Regions from separate parts of the Mus musculus genome. Here region 1 is linked to region 2. The links are chromatin contacts, called in public promoter capture Hi-C maps. All regions are on one chromosome and are shown on one strand. Each heading gives the region's core, a stretch centred on a gene start, on an enhancer-like site or on the middle of the called end of the contact. The rest is flanking DNA. Distances are from core to core; before and after follow the strand shown. Region 1 holds the start of Zfp286os (a long non-coding RNA gene). Region 2 overlaps Lrrc75a (leucine rich repeat containing 75A).

Region 1 (3,982 bases), core at 1,387-3,886, 130 kb after region 2:
GAAGAGATGGCTCAGTGGTTAAGAGTATTGGCTTCTTGTTGTAGGATATTTCATCACATTATGAACCCCAAGATTGTGTTATTTACTGAAAACACCTGTTTCTAGTTGTGGTGTGTCTCAGCTTTAGCACATACCTTTAGTCTGTCTGTCTGGAATATAGACATACCCTTAGTATATAATATCCTTATACTTAATATATAATATCCTTACCCATAATACTTAGTACCCATAATCCCCCAAAAATTAAAATAAAATTATTTTGTAGAAGGAAGCACCCATGTTCCAAAGTGATATCGAATTGAGTGGCAGACAAAGTGACGAATCAGAGAAAGATCTGACAGAGTAGGATCTGTCCAAGTCTCACAAGAAGAGAGAGGAAGGGGAAGCTACTTGAGGGGCAGTGCAGAGCGGGAAGAGGCAGTTTAACCAGGGGAGGTTTACGGAGAGAACAGGCTAAGCACAGGTGAGTCAGAATGAGTCAGACAATGAGGAGCCAGTGCTGTACCAGGAATGCTCGTGAACCCTCAAAGGACCACCAAGGAGCCCATTCCAATGTAATCGAATTAGGGTCTCTTTATTTAAGCTTAAGCTTGGGCCACACTACCATCTCTGACACAGAAGAATGGGAGGAGGCCCAGAGCCCAGTTTCAGGCAAGCATTTATAGAGGCAAGAATGGGGTATTAGCCAGGTACACATTTGATTAGGAGGCCATTATGGCCTTTAACATAATTGGCTGGTGCTGAAAGTCAAATCAGAAACTTAACTTCTGTTTTCCTCCTGATTGGTGGTTGTTAGGAAGTGAAGTGTCAGGGGCAGGCTTGTAACCTGGGGGGTGTAGATTTGTTAGGGAACAACCTGGAAACTGGTGCTAAACTTAGGTCTTGTTGGTGGATAACCTAGAAACTAGTGCTAGATGCCTGTTTGTTAATTAGCTTGAGTTGAACCTTAGGTCAAGTTCTCTAAGATGGAGTCTGAACCCAGAATATTTGTTCTCTCACCAGAGGACCAGAAGAGATCGACACAGTTAGTTTGAGGCTAAACAGCAATTCAGGAGAAGCCCAGAGAAGCCAGTGTGAATCAGTCAGCTCGGAGAGGAGTTTGAGCCAGAACAGCCGAGTTAAACCACCCAACCGAGTTCAAAAGGAACAATGCCAGCTATTGCCACTGCTCTTGGTTGCTTCCAAGAACTTGACAGCGAGACCCTAGTGCTGAAAACACCATACATTTTGATTATTAGAACATGGAAAAATCAGGTCACCATAGATAGCAAAAAGGTCACCAGATGTCAACAATATCCACTCCAAGTCTTCTGGGGGTGAAAACCAGGTTTTTATTTCCTGCATTGAGGAGGTGCTCGGGTGTGTTTAGCATTCCTGGCTCCCTAGTGCTCAGTGGTTACACGGGCCTTTGTCCCCCCAACAGAGAGCACTTTCTTTTACACATAATAACTTTTATTGGGGTGGCCCCATTTTTTATAGGTCAAAAAATGTGGCTCTGGTCTCAGTTGAAGGAGTGTGGGTGAGGCAGAGAAGCTTCGAGATTCCAGAACAGTAGATGCCCCCCAGACAACGCAGCAGGCAGGAACCAGTAGACCCCGACTTACCAGGGGTCCAATTGCAAACATCCCAGCAGCCATCTCTGCTTCTGCTTTCTGAAAGGGTGGCTGTCCTGCCGAGAGGAATGTAGGGAAGAGTGGTAAACCGTGCAAACCAGTCCTGCCTTAGAAACTTCAGACTCACCACGCAGGAACCCTGAGACAGGGCTCCCATGAGGGAACACAGGGATGAGCCCCATGAAACACAGGGAAGACCCCTGCAACATCAGTGAGATCCAACTTGTCTCTCCCCCCCGCCCCCGGAGATCTAGGGTTCATAAGATTATTAAATGTAGTCACAGCTGGTTGGTCTGACATTGCACAAGCAACTTTAAAAACACATTCTCATTTAATCTTTACACTAATCTGATGGGCATTATTATTCCAATACACAAAATTTAAAAAGTTCTCTAAAGCTGTCTCAAAGAACAAAAGTGGCCAGTGCTAACCACCCTTGCAGCATCTTATCCCTTTAACCAAGACACAAGCCACACAGCTAGACACAGTGTTTAGCCTGTTTGTGACCTGAAGTTTCCAGAAAGAAAAAAGAAAAAAAAAAAAAAAAAAAGACACACCTGTGTTAAAGATTGTACAAACAAGGCGGATCGATTAATAATAAACTTTAGTGATTCTGGAGAACTGGAATGTTGTAGCTCTGCACCCTTTCTTCGTCTACCTGAGTTTGACTTAACATCTACTCTATGAGTATTAGGTAAATTCTTTTAGAAACTACAAGAGTTTCTTCCATCTACTGCACAATTATCAACAGACTTAAGGAGAAACCTCACTTGTGGTTCCCGTATCAGTGCATTTAAAAGTAAAGAAGGAAGGGTGCACGCTCTGGCAGCGCTTACAGCACCCTGGACCAGTCCAGCATGTCCCAACCAATGCACATTATTCTATTCCACGATCGTGCCAGGGAATGACAAATGGCTTAAAAAGGGATCATTTGAAATGGCTTAAAATCAGCCAGCCAGTGCAAGCTGCCCGGTGAAGGAATGCAGCTCAGCTCTCAGGCTAAGCCATCTCCGGTGAGGCTGGCCTTGGATTGTCCACCCTCCTCTCTGACGCGGTCCGCTGCTCCGGCCCGGGTAGGGCTGAGGTCTTGGTGACGCTGCAGCTCTGAAGCTCCGCTCCACCAGAGGGCGCAGGGGAGACCTACAGCATCCCGCCTCTGTGGCCCAGGCCGCTCTCCTCAGGGATGGGAGGGTCCGATAGGCTAGGTCCGGATCGGCCAGGCCGTGCACTCACGAAGGGAAAGCGCACCCCCGTCTGCACCCGGGCAGAAGTACCTGGCGGCCGCTGTGTGCCCGGCAGAGGGCGCTCGGTGAGCACGGAACCGCGCCGCAAGGCGGCCAACGTTAACCTTCATTCAGAGACTCTTCATTTAACCTTCCTCGCGATTAAGAACAGTTTACTGATTATCAACCTTCCGCGCAATCTAAGAAATACAATCACATTGGAATGTTTGTGTCTAGAGGCCACGGCCGTGTCACTCTCTAGCACTAGGAACCTTTGGCAAGATCTTTTCTAAGGTCACCTCTGTGTTGCTAAAGAAAGGCACCCAGAGAGCAGAGAGGCCACCTATAAAGTCTCAGAAGCCAGGAGAGTTGGTGAATGTCCACACTTTGCTTGGCTTTGAATTTCTTGATTGGAAAACTGGCGATATCTATCTACACTATCATTTTTGGTTCTTTAACTTTCCTGACAGGGATGAAAATATGCTAAAGGGGTCTGGTGCCAGCCAGTGGGGAAACTTAGGTCCGGGAAAGAGATTTCACACAGTTCTGACATCATACCGGTCCATCTTCTTTCTACAAGAGACTGGATCTTTGATGATGGACAGGTTCACACTTTGACCAGTCTGGAAGTGTATCCTGGGACTCAGGAACCCAGGAGCCACACTGCTCAGAGGGGAGAAGGTTATCCCGATGGAAGAGCATCCCGAGACACCCGGCCCAGGAACCACACAGCTCTGAGAGGAAGTCTCCTCAGCAGAGGCATTGCAGCTCCCAGGAGAGGGTCTCCCCAGCTGAGCCGAGTTGCTCACGAGGCTCACTCAGCCTTGCTCCCCTTTTCTCATTCTTCCCTTCTCTTCATTGCTTCTTGGCTGCTTCTGATAAGAGAGTCCCACCAGACAGCAAATCTCAGGAAAGAGATCTAGTGGAAGGATGAATCCAGGGAGACGAGGGACAAATCCAGGGGTGGCTGCCACTGCTCCCAGGAGTGGACAGCAAGAAGTTGAACCAAGAGCAGGGTTTACACAGCTAGGGGCGGAGCTTTTGGGGGGCGGGAGGAGAACCCCCACAGAGATTTCCGGATTGAGGATTGGTAGGATTTCAAGTCCTGAGCTTGGGGGAGCTCAGGGATTGGTGGGTTTCTCTGTT
Region 2 (3,748 bases), core at 485-2,984:
TTGCCCAGGAACAGGGCAGGGGACGATGGGACTACTGCGTAACAGATGTTGGCTTTCCTAACCTCTGTAATTATACTAGGTTGCTAACATTTATTTTCCCTTAACAGACAAGGCCTTAATATGTTGTGCCTGCTGCTCCTAAACTCCTGGGCTTAAATGGCCCTCCTGCCTCAGCTTCTTAAGCAGCTGGGAGGGAGTTGTGTGCCACTATGCTTGCGTGGCCATTACTTTTTTTTTTTTTTTTTTTTTTTTTTTTGGCTACTGTGTGTCCAGTGATGACTATAATTCTCCCAAATCACTGTTAGAGAACACTTGGGAGCTTTCTACCTATTTACATTTTTTTTTTCAAATCAAGCTTCTGCCTTCTGAGAACTGATGTTGGCTCTCTATGTCCCCATGTTTATAGTTTCTAGATAATATTAGTAGTGCATGGTCTCAGCGCCTTCCACACCTGATCTCACATTCTGTGGTCATCACCACATTCACTGTTGCCGGGAAGGTCAGAGAGCCAGCCAGCTAGCCTTTCAGTTTCTCTGCGATTCTCTCCCTTGCTCATTAATCTTCCTTATCATCACACTCGGCCCCGCCCCCTCGTGGCCTCTTCCGGTGGCCTTTTGCTCCTTTCCCACTGAGCTCATTTCTTTGTGATCCCGCAGTTCAATTTCAGAGATGAGGCTCAGGTTCCATGGTAGTTATCCCATTTCCTCTCCCCTCCCCCACATGCTCACTCCTGAGGGTGACACCTGAGCCCCTCAGAATGGCCTTCTCCTGGGGTAAAAGCTGAATTCAGCTCTGGCTGGCTGAGACCAACACTGGAGAAGCCTGGTTGCTGTGACTCTGCAATGGGAAAGGGACAACCCAGATCTCCACATCAATAAGGGCAAGAGAGGCTGTGCCCACGGCCATTATAACACACCTGCAGGTTCAAAACCATTATAACAGTCCTGCAGGACACTGTCAGCCCTATGCTGACTTTGTGTGGACAGCCTTCACATCTCCTGGTCACTCTCTTCCTGCCTGTAGTCTTAAGCCACTCTCTCTGAAGGGATGCAGACACAAGCATGGGAGAGGGAGTGGAGAGCAATTCCAAATTGTGGTTCCAAGACCAATCCCTAACCTGTGGTTGAAGTAGTCAGGCTGAGGGAGAAAGTGGCTTCGGACCCTTCTTCAGGAAGCCTGGATCCTTTCCTTGTAGGGCCAGCTCCATGATGCCCACAGGGGGTTTCTCTCAAACTGCCCACCTGTCTTTGTTTGCAGTGTTCTCATTGCTGGTCTCCCCTACCTCCCCCCTCCCCCTTTGTTTTTGGAGAGGGGGCTGTCTACAGAGAGTGCTGCAGGGAAAGCCACAGAGGGGACTGCTAGGCACTTTCTATTTTAAACCCCACCCCCCTTTTCTTTCAAAGACCTTCCCTGCAGGGAGTGAGCTGGCGTCTGCCTCTCTCCTCCAAGCGTGGCTCTACAGTTTCTTCATCAGCACAGTGGGGAGAGGAGGGAGGCTGCCCCTCTGAATTCTAACTGGGAAGGTAGACAACAACCCTGACGGTCGACAGACAGACGGCCGACAGACAGGACAGACAGACTGTACAGACAGCCACAGCCTGAGTGCAGGGATGCCTAATGAGCTTGCAAGCATGCACAGCCCCCTAGAAGGAAATTAATTAATGCCCAGAGGGCAAGCAGGAAGCAGCGAGGCAGCCTCTCCTCCAGGCTCAGGGGGCAATCCTGGCATATCTCTCAAAGGAGGGAACCTGCCAGGGGAACACCGGCTGCAGCTGGTGCCTGAACTCCTATCTCCCTCCCAGCGACTCTCCTTCCAGGGGAATCCCGGGGGAGGGGAGGGAAATGTCAGGTGCTGTTAGGAAACAGCTCCAGGAAGCCTCCAGAGAGAGAAGCCAGGATGTGTCGGAGCTGAAGCACCTGAGCAGAGGCTCTTCCAAGGGGAAGAAAATAGTATGGGAAGAAGGCTAGCTTTAACATGTCCCAGGGAAGGGAGGGAGGCTTGGGATATATGCACACACATCCATGGATGCAGACAGCTGAATAGTGACCTCCTACTCCACCCCAAGACACCCTCATGCTCTTGTGCCCAGAAATCAAAAGGTGGCCATTCGTGGAAAAAGTTCTTTGTAAATGAAATTAATTTAAGAATTTTGGAAGATGTCACCTTTGTTTATCCAGGTTTCCCAAATCCAACCTGGGTGTTCACAGAACAGAGAGAGGTGATGCAACAGCAGGGGGGGGCAGAGCTGGGGTGGGGGGAGCTGGGAGGGATGGGGTGACAACCCCTTGAAGCAGAAAGGAGGGAAGGATAAAATCCCTTTGTTTGAGGCCACCCAGTTGGTAGTAATTTGTCCCAGCGCCTTAGGAATCTAGCACAGTGACTTGAGACAATGGTGACACTCCTCTCAAGGCTTCAATAGGCAAAGGGGGACAGGACTCCTGTGCTACTGCTGACACCAGCTGAGGTCACTGAGGGTAAGGAAGGCTGGCTCTGCTTAGTCAGCATTCTGCTTCCTTCTCCCCTGGTCCTGGGGCTTCTGTCGGTTGCCACCTCACACAGTAGTGTGGGCAAGTAGTAGTCCCACTATACCCCCAAGATGGTCCTCCGCTCCGTATGAGAAACTGCATTTAGAACCAAGGAGAGGGGCAGGAGAGATGGCTCAGCAGCTAAGAGCACTGGCTGCTCTTCCTGAGGATCCATGGGATTCTTAGCACCAATATGGCAGCGCAAACTCGGCTCTTAACTGCAGTCCCACGGGATCTGAAACCCTTTTCTGGCCTCCACCGGCACTGAGTATGCATATGGTGTACAAGCACACATGCAGGCAAAACACCAATACACATAAAAGAATTAAAAAAATTAAACGAGAGATGCATCGGTTGTTAGGAACCCTTGCTGCTCTTGCAGAGGAGTCAGGTTCAGATCTCAGCAGCAAGGTGGTGGACGGCTCACAACCATCTATAACTCCAGTATGAGGGTATCTGACACCTTCTGATCCTTGAGGGTACCAAGCAAGCAGGTGGTACACATACATACAGACGAAACACTCATACATAGAAAAATTTAAAAAAAACCCCACAATCCCCCAAGTGGGAGTGAGATGGTCAGGGATAGCATGCTTGCTTAGCACATGAGTCCCTGAGTCTTATTCTCAGCCCTGGAAAAAATATCAACAAGTGGGGGGGAAAACCTAAGACACAGAAGCTGAATGTGGTGGCGCACACCTTTAATCCCAGCACTTGGGAGGGGGTTGGGGAGTAGAGGCAGGAGGATCTCTGTGAGTTTGAGACCAGCCTGGGTAACTTAGTGAGAGTCTATCTCAAAAAAATTTCACATAGTAAATTTGTGTAGTGTTGCCGGGCGTGATGGTGCACGTCTTTAATCCCAGCACTCGGGAGGCAGGGGCAGGCGAATTTCTGAGTTCGAGGCTAGCCTGGTCTACAGAGTGAGTTCCAGGACAGCCAGGGCTACACAGAGAAACCCTGTCTCAAACCTCCCTCCCCCCCAAAATTTTGTGTAGTGTTTATGTTTTTATAAAATTTATTTTATTATTTTATGTGCATGGATATTTTGTCTGTATGTCTGTGTACCACATGCACGCGGCGACCCTGGAGGCCAGAAAATGGCACAGGATCTGAGGGAACTGAAACTATAGACGGCTGTAAGCCTCCGTGTATGTGGTTGCTGGGAATTGAACAGCCAGTGATCCTATGTCATCTCTACGTGTGTGTGTGTGTGTGTGGGGGG

What was found. Promoter capture Hi-C pulls out the DNA fragments that hold promoters and counts their contacts.
Region 1: a contact with region 2 is called in a promoter capture Hi-C map of stem cell-derived epiblast-like cells, with 4 times the contacts expected there. The contact joins the promoter of Zfp286os here to the enhancer-like site in region 2. A contact is called at or near these places in 4 of 39 promoter capture datasets (embryonic stem cells, hippocampal neurons and stem cell-derived epiblast-like cells) and 2 of 9 other capture datasets (adipose tissue and pancreatic islet).

Annotation. Positions count from the first base shown.
Region 1 is chr11:62,754,184-62,758,165 of GRCm38.p6, forward strand. Zfp286os (a long non-coding RNA gene) reads left to right here and starts at 2,637. Exons shown (of 3, transcript XR_879919.3): 1 at 2,637-2,922. It also overlaps a transcript of Zfp286 not described here.
Region 2 is chr11:62,628,882-62,632,629 of GRCm38.p6, forward strand. The region is part of intron 1 of Lrrc75a (leucine rich repeat containing 75A); the gene reads right to left. Among named protein-coding and RNA genes, the nearest start is that of Lrrc75aos1, 4.0 kb to the right of the region's middle. Within about 2 kb of position 1,735, at least 75 of the 459 cell types and tissues checked have an H3K27ac peak or open chromatin away from gene starts, as enhancers often do. A contact at or near this core is called in embryonic stem cells, pancreatic islet and stem cell-derived epiblast-like cells, where this site is marked.